Linked DNA regions of Oryctolagus cuniculus: region 2 is linked to region 1. A link is a contact called in public Hi-C data. All regions are on one chromosome and are shown on one strand. Each heading gives the region's core, a stretch centred on a gene start, on an enhancer-like site or on the middle of the called end of the contact. The rest is flanking DNA. Distances are from core to core; before and after follow the strand shown. Region 1 has its middle 78 kb from the start of JMJD1C. Region 2 overlaps LOC138845369 (a long non-coding RNA gene).

Evidence for each region. A called contact is a pair of places that touch in the nucleus more often than the background predicts.
Region 2: a contact with region 1 is called in a Hi-C map of embryonic fibroblasts, with 1.6 times the contacts expected there. The contact joins two enhancer-like sites. A contact is called at or near these places in 2 of 6 Hi-C or Micro-C datasets (ear pinna and embryonic fibroblasts).

The regions. Positions count from the first base shown.
Region 1 is chr15:55,921,697-55,925,779 of mOryCun1.1, reverse strand. No RefSeq gene overlaps it. Among named protein-coding and RNA genes, the nearest start is that of JMJD1C, 78 kb to the right of the region's middle. Within about 2 kb of position 2,164, at least 1 of the 8 cell types and tissues checked has an H3K27ac peak or open chromatin away from gene starts, as enhancers often do.
Region 2 is chr15:56,011,918-56,016,000 of mOryCun1.1, reverse strand. LOC138845369 (a long non-coding RNA gene) reads right to left here. Exons shown (of 6, transcript XR_011382416.1): 4 at 1-963. Among named protein-coding and RNA genes, the nearest start is that of JMJD1C, 170 kb to the right of the region's middle. Within about 2 kb of position 2,095, at least 3 of the 8 cell types and tissues checked have an H3K27ac peak or open chromatin away from gene starts, as enhancers often do.

The DNA.
Region 1 (4,083 bases), core at 915-3,414:
AGAGCACTTCCCGAGGATGCTCCTCCCGTGGGAGCCACATCCTCTCTTGCAGCTCTTCCTGTTTGTCTTAGCCAGTAATTGATGGCACATTATTTATTTTCCCTGTTCATTTTAAAAAGCATCCTTTCCCTCCCTGCTGAAGCTACTCTGAGAGTCAAATCTCTCTCTCTCTCTCTCTTTTTTTTTTTTGACAGGCAGAGTGGACAGTGAGAGAGAGAGACAGAGAGAAAGGTCTTCCTTTTGCCGTTGGTTCACCCTCCAATGGCCGCCGCGGCCGGTGCACCGCGCTGATCCGATGGCAGGAGTCAGGTGCTTCTCCTGGTCTCCCATGGGATGCAGGGCCCAAGCACTTGGGCCATCCTCCACTGCACTCCCTGGCCACAGCAGAGAGCTGGCCTGGAAGAGGGGCAACCGGGACAGAATCTGGGGCCCCTACCGGGACTAGAACCCGTTGTGCCGGCACCGCAAGGCGGAGGATTAGCTTAGTGAGCTGCGGCGCCGGCCGAGAGTCAAATCTCTTAACATCAGATGACTTAAACATTTTAATCTTGTGATAAATAATCTGAGATTTTTGTATAATATGAAGGTACTTTAGCAAGTTCATGGAAAAAGATGTTTTAGTGCCAAAATTTTTTGACGTCAATCCATAGGTTTTTTTTTTTTTTTTCTAAGATTTATTTAATAAAAAAAAAAAAAGAGTTACAGAGAGGTAGAGTCAGAGAGAGATATCTTCCATCCGCTGGCTCACTCCCCAGTTGGCTGCAATGGCTGGAGCTGCGCTGATCCAAAGGCAGAAGCCAGGAGCTTCCGGCTTTCCCACATGGGTGCAGGGGCCCCAGGACTTGGGCCGTCTTCAACTGCTTTTCCAGGCCATAGCAGAGAGCTGGATCAGAAGAGGAGAAGCTGGGACTTGAACTGGCGCCCATATGGGATGCCAGCGCTTCAGGCCAGGGCTTTAACCTGCTGTGCCACAGTGCCAGCATCCCATCCATAGTTTTTACAATGGGCCCCTCATGCTTATACACTAAGAATAATTTCTGGGGCTGGCACTGTGGTGGTAGCAGGCACCAGTTCATGTCCTCCTGGCTGCTCCACTTCTGATCTACTTCTGATGTGCCTGGGAAAGCAGCAGAAGGTGACCCATGTGTTTGGGCCCCTACCACCTCCACAGCAGACCCAGATGAAGCTCCTGGCTCCTGGCTGCAGCCTGGCTCACTTCTGGCCATTGCAGTAAGTGGGGGAGTAAACCAGTGGATGGAAGACCTGTATCTCTCTGTGAAATCCTGACTTTCAAGTAAATAATCTCAAAAAGAAAATAATTTCTTTGTTAGCTTTTTAAGTATGCTATGATCTCCATGATAACCAAGTATAACAGAATTAACAAGAGTCTAAGGTAACGCTTGTTGCTGGGTCACAGTTGTTTGCTGTTGAGTCTATTTCTCTGTTAATAAAACAGGGACGATACCTGCTCCCGAAGTGTGAAAATAAACTTTTGTGCCAGTTATCACAACCCAATAAAAGGGGCCTCGCAAACCTTAGATGGTATAAACCTCTGTCATCCAAAGAAACCATGTACTGTAAACATTTCTTTGTAAGATAATAAAATCTAACATTAGCAGTTTCTACATACCAAATTAGTCAAAAGACTTATATTTTTGTAATGGAATTTCTTTTGGAATTCAATTTTAAGGAGAGTGTGATAGTTACTTCTACGTGTCTACTTGGCTAGGCTATGGTACCCAGACATTCTTGGTCAAACACTACTTTAGTTGTTGCTGTGAAGGTATTTTTAAAGATATCGTGATTAACATTGAAATAAGTAAACTTTGAGTGCAACAGATTACCCTGCATTATGTGAGCAGACAGCATCCAATCAAGTGCAGAGGGAATTACTGTCTGCAGAATGCCTGTGGACCCAACGCCAACTCTTCCAGAGTACGCAGCCTCCCTCTACATTTTTAATCTGGATTTGTCAGCCTCCACAATCACATAAACCAATTCCTCAAAACAAATCTTTTTTATTTGAGAGACACACACACACACACGAGTGCTCCCATCTAGTGGTTCAGTGTCCACATGCCCACAACAGCTGGGCTAGGCCAAACTGAAGCTGGGAGCCAGTAACTCGATCAGGGTGCCTTGGCAGTGGCAAGGCAACTAACTACTTGAACCATCCTGGCAGCCTCCCAGGGTGTGCATCAGTGGAAAGCTGGAATCAGAAGCACAAATGTGACTCCAGCTCAGGCACTGGATATGGGATGCAGACATTCTTACTGGTGACCTAACCAGTGAAGTGGCCAAATGCCTGGCCCCCTTCCCCTAATCCAGACACCTAATGTGACTGCTGGCACTACCACAATCTTTTGTAGCCCTCTCATTTAGAATAATTTAAATGGGTTTAGCACTGTTGAGGGAAAAATCCCATGTATATCCCAAAGTTTCCCAATACTTTGAGATAACATCAAATCAAAACCCAGCTCTGCCAGATACTCTAACCTGGCTTCATCAACTCCTCTCCTCACTCATCCTTGCTAAGCCTCAGTAGCAAGCCGTGATTCAAAGAGGAAAACTTCTTTTCCAAAGCTTATATGCACAAATATCTGCTCCTCCCTTCTCTCCCTACAAGCTTCTCTCATTTTGTAAGTATGCCCTAAAGGTACCAGTTGCAGACATAAGAAACTGACAGTCCCAAGGGACTCAAGGTTAAAAGTCGCCATGGGAGTGGTTGTTGGGTGTAGTGTCAGTTGCAGCTGTCTCTCTTTCAAATGACATGAAAATATGTAAATAGAAAAAAATTTAACTTAAAAGTCACCTTGAAAAATCTGCAAAGCTACTAAGAATGTAATAAGGCTTCAAGAAATTCTGCTTTCAGTAAAACTGATTGCTCTGATTACTCCAGGTGGTGATGGTTTGAACTGAAGACATTATAGGGAATGTGCGTGAAATGGTCAAATTCAGGATATATTTTGCGGAGAGCCAAAAGGATTTACTAATGTTTTGGATATTAAGAGGCAAAGAAGGGAATCAAGGATTAAAAAGAAAATCTGCTCTCAGACAATCAAATGAATTATTCAATAACACAGAAAAAAAAATCCCAGGATAAATAATATTCAAATAATCCAAACACTGATTTGGGAATAGTGAATTCATTGTTCTAAAAGAAAGAATTATTTTCCTCTCATTAATTGTTATGCTGTCCTGCTCAGATATAGGCACTGTGCAGAAACATAACAGTACTAGTGTACCACGCAGGCAAACAATGGAGAGTTCTGAATGACAAACAGACGAAGCTACTTTGATGTCCACACTGAAATACCATCCTTTCCCCCTTTTCTTAATTTGGATCGTCATAAATGAGTGTAAACATGGTGACTTTCCTGCTTTTGTTGAACACAGTCCTTTTGCAATCTACACTTAAGACAATTATCAGTCCTCTGCTTTAAATGTTCAATTCAAAGCATCATCTTATAAAAAGCAATTTAAAAACATTTCTATCCCTAGACCATAAGGAAGGAGAGTGTTTCAAGGCCAGAATATTGATGGGCAGAATGTTTTCCAGGGAACAATGAATCAGCCTCTGACATGATTTTTGTTCCATGAATCTTTTTTTTTTTTTCAAGAACAGCAAACCACTTAAACAGAGAATGAAATGGTGAAAGAAAAAATGCTGCTGTTCATGGAGTCATTGCATTCTTTATTTAAATTTCTGACCTCTTTGGATCATCACAAGGGTATACCTGATGGTAAAAATATAGCTGCATTTAAAATGCTATTTGGAAACACATTCACACACATTATATTTCATAATGAAGTAACACAAAGAAACTTTCCTAAAACATAGGATTTCTCTCTAAAGCTTAAATGTGAGGCAGACAGACGTCTGACTTTAAAACAGATGGAATCCCAGAACATTTCCAGGATACATAAATCTGCATTTTGTGTTACATTTTATGCCTGAGACAGCTACCCAATCCCAACTGATGGCTAGGGTTTCAGTGTTGTCTTTCCTCTCTTCCCTTCTAATATTCACATGTAACCTTATTTAGTGTTTCTTGTGTAGCATCCTATGGATGAGTATTTCAG
Region 2 (4,083 bases), core at 846-3,345, 90 kb before region 1:
AAATAAATAAGTCTTTAAAAGATGATATTTTAAAATAACTCATTTTATTAATAAAGTCAGTTTATTTTAAAATGTCTTGAGAAGTGTTGAGATTTTTTTAAATATTCTATATTCACCTGCATTGTTCCATGAAAAATAGAATAAAAATGCAGGCAGTTGCTGCAAATACTAAATTAGAAAAACAGCTGTGCTTTCTACATTGTCCTGCCCTAGAAAAAAGACACCCAGGACAATCCCAGCAGCTGGCACACTCTACATGGCGTGCTCATTACCACAAGTAAATAAAGTCAGTAAATTACTGGCAGAGCACAGGGGGCCATGATGAGTCTAGGAAATAACCCTTTCATCAAACCCTCTGCACATTGTTTATTGCCTGGGCAAAAAGCAAATAATGATGATCAATGGGGAATTAATATTTTAGTCAAAGAGGAATGGAGATGAATGCATACTATAAATTATTAACCAGCACTTGTACTCTATCCCCTTGGCTCAGCGTGAAATCGGCTTCTAAAGAAACAGGATACATATCTTCTACTTCCAGCATGTTTGCTCCAACCAATGAATAATATCCATAAAGATGCACATCTCCAAGACATTCAAGAGGGAAATTTATACCTGAATTCCTCTACCTTTCTGTAACAAAATATAAGCAAAACATAAATATTTATATATTCATACTTATATGAAATATGTTTTATATTAAATGTCTATAAATGTGACAGTGCTGTAGCAGAGAAACAATCATTAGGCTGGGAGCCAAGCCCCACATCGGTGCTAGCTTGCCCTTGGCTATGACCAGCGGTGACCCCTAACGTCTCGGGCCTCAGTCTTCTCAACTCTAAAGTAAGGGTTGGAGCAGAGATGACCTTGAAGGGGTCTTTCAGTTTCAAAATTCTGCATACGGGCCTCACGATGAGCAAGTAGAGGAAAGGCCAAGAGGAAGTTGTGGCCAGGGCTCCAGCACTAAAATGGAAACCAAATATAAATATTACTCAGTTGTAATATTTAAGCCAGCAAAATACAAACTGGTACAGGAAAAAAGATACATTTTATGTAATCATATGCACAAATGATCATATACATATATAAATTATGTAGTCTCTCAATGAAAACAAAAATGTGAATTAATAACTCTACACTTACACAAGGTAGTGCTACACTTGCACTTCCTGTGCAAGCTACACGGAAAATAATTACATTGTTAACAATTTAATAGTATTTTGAGATTTGAGAAATAGTAAGACTTAGAATATTGAGCAGTGAGAGATTTGCAATTTTGTGGATGTACAATTCTCATAAAGGAAGGGAAGGCAGTATTCACTGCATGCTTTAGGAGACCCTGAAATGGGTGACCTGATTCCTGCTTGCTGAGAGCCCACAGCAGGAGCGAGGGGCAGGGGAACGTAACCCCCACGACCACACAAATCAGGCTGCCGTTCGGCTGCTCAGAGGCAGGTGTTCATAAGGTAAGGAGCACACAGAGCTGGGGGTGAGAAATCACTGTGGCCACTCAGGATTGGTCTTGGAAACTAAGGAAAAGCCTCTATCTCACCTCTGTGGCACAGAAGAGGGTGTGCACTTTTGGAAGGAACCTAATAGATGTCAGAGCTTTGAGAAGTTTGGTATCTTCTAGTGCTACCCTCCCACTTTATGGATAGAAAAGGTAAGGCCAGAAAGGATAGGTACCTTGCCCTGTGCTAAGTATTTGGCAGAGTTAGACTAGAAGTAAAGTCTTCTAACTCCTAGCCCAGCCTGCTTTGGCCTGCTGCTTCCCTTCTCTGTGTGTGGGTCCAAAACAAATCCTTTCCTCACTGATTTATGGCAATGGTCCTCCTGGGATACACAGAATACACTGTTACCTCTCCCTCCCAAGCCATTCAGTTTTTTCCAAGCTGACTAATACTTTGCTTGGTCAGAAGAGTCTTTGAGCCATCATTCTAAATATCATCTCCCAGCTGAGTGAAGTGAGAACCAAACTATTCATCCACTGAGTTTCTTACGTCATTTCCTGGAGTGGAAGAGCCAGCACAGCCTGTGTGAGGTAGCTTAGTGACTCACTGGCCAAGTATCACACAGGGACTAGGATCTCACTGAGAGAGCCAGGGGTTTATTTTGTTGCTTGTTGTTTGTTTTTGTGAGACAGACAGAAAGAGAGCTCCCATATACTGGCGGATGCCCCAAATGCCTGTAACAGCCTCTGGCTGTGGGCCAAAGTTGGCAGCCAGGGAACTCAATCCAGGGATCCCATGGGTGGCAGCAGTACAACTACTTGAGCTGTCACTGCTGTCTCCCAAGGTCTGCACTCCTAGGAAGCTGGAATCAGGAGCAAGCGGTGGGTATTGCACACCTAGGCCCTCCTGTAGGGGACACAGGTATTCTAACTGACACCTTAATTGGTCTGAATGCCCACCCCTAGCATTCAGGATTTTAATGTTAGGTGGATATGAATTTTGCTGTGTCTCAATTTTCTTTTCTGTTATATAGGGACAAGTATTCATTTACATTTCCAAGACTTCAGAAATAGAAAATAATTGTCAATATTTTTAAATCTTATTTTATAGATACAAAATAATCTTCGAATAGGAAGTAGATCCTAGAAATGATCGTTTGTGTCTTCGTTTCACAGCAGAAATAAAGGGTCAGAAAGATTTTGATTTCCTCAATGTCACCCAGCCAGAGGGCGTGAGAGCTGAAGAAGCTGGGCATTTTGAAGTGCAGCTCCACGCCTCTGGCTCGAGGCCATGTGGCTCGCCCTATTCACAGTGCTTTATACACCGGGCGATCTAGAACACGTGCACTTCTGTATTCACAGTGAATCTTGTTAAGACACAAGATGGCAGTCACCTACACTGTCCAGACAGAGTCACTCCTCCCTCCCAAATTGATTTTGTTTCCAGTAAAATATGTAGTAAGCCTTACCATATAATTTGAGATGCAGGGAAGGGTTGGGAGTTATCTCCTCCAACCTAACAATTTTGAGATGACCAAGCTGGGTCATGATGAAAGAGGAAGCAGGCCAGAGGCGGAGCTGCCTGGACTCAAAGTGTTGCACAAGCTGGAGGTTCACAGATGCACAGAGGCAGTGCTAACCCTTCTGCTCCTGGTCCCCTACCACAGGCACTACAGCCGCCCTCCTCTTGGCCCTTGCCACACCTATCACTAGAATTTCAGGTTACTTTTGGTGATGCAACTCAGCCTTCCAATTACCTGACCATACTTGGACTCCTCCACTCAGCTATGTCATCCTGAGGTATAAATTCAACTCTATTAAGCCCCTGCTTTGCTCTGTAGGAAAATACTTTAAAGTAACATCACTAGGGGTCAGTGTTTAGTCTACTGGTGAGATTAAGACACCCGTGGGTGTCAGAGGACCTGGGTTTGACTTCTGACTCCAGCTTCCTGCTAATGCAGACCCTGGGAGACAGCCATGATGGCTCAAGTATTGGGGCTCCTGCCAGCTACAAGGAAACCTGGATTAAATTATTGGTGCCTAGCTTTGGGCCACTCCCCTGACCTGGGACCATTGCCAGGCATTTAAGAAGTGAACTAGCTAATGGGAACTCTGTCCCTGTCTCTCTTGCTTGTCAAAACAAAAAAAAAAATTATTTTCTTAATGAAATCAGATAACTGAAAAATGGATTCTGAAAGCCCCGTCATGCAGAGCTTTGTACTGGAGTGAAGAGAAGAAAGGAAGGAGGGAGGGAGGGAGGGAGGGAGATGGCAGGAGAGTGGCCCCCGTGGAGTTTCCGGGAAGTCTGGGTTAGTACAGGTAGGAAGGCAGGGGAGGAGTTGAGGAAGAACAGCACGCTTTCCCTGTGTTCAGCTAGCTTAGAGAGCAGCACTGTCACTTAGGCCACCTCTGTACAAAGCCACAGCAACACTTGACAATAAAGGAGGATTCTTCTCAAAGACAGGAGTCACTTCACAGACTTGAAATCAGACCACACTGAAGCTCTGTCTGCAAAAATAATGGTTTTTCCTGACATTTTAAGCAGCACAATTTAACAACTCAATGTTTCATTTGACATTTAAGAAGTCATCCATCTCCAAGAAGCTTATTGGCAAATCTCCTCGGTTCCAGGA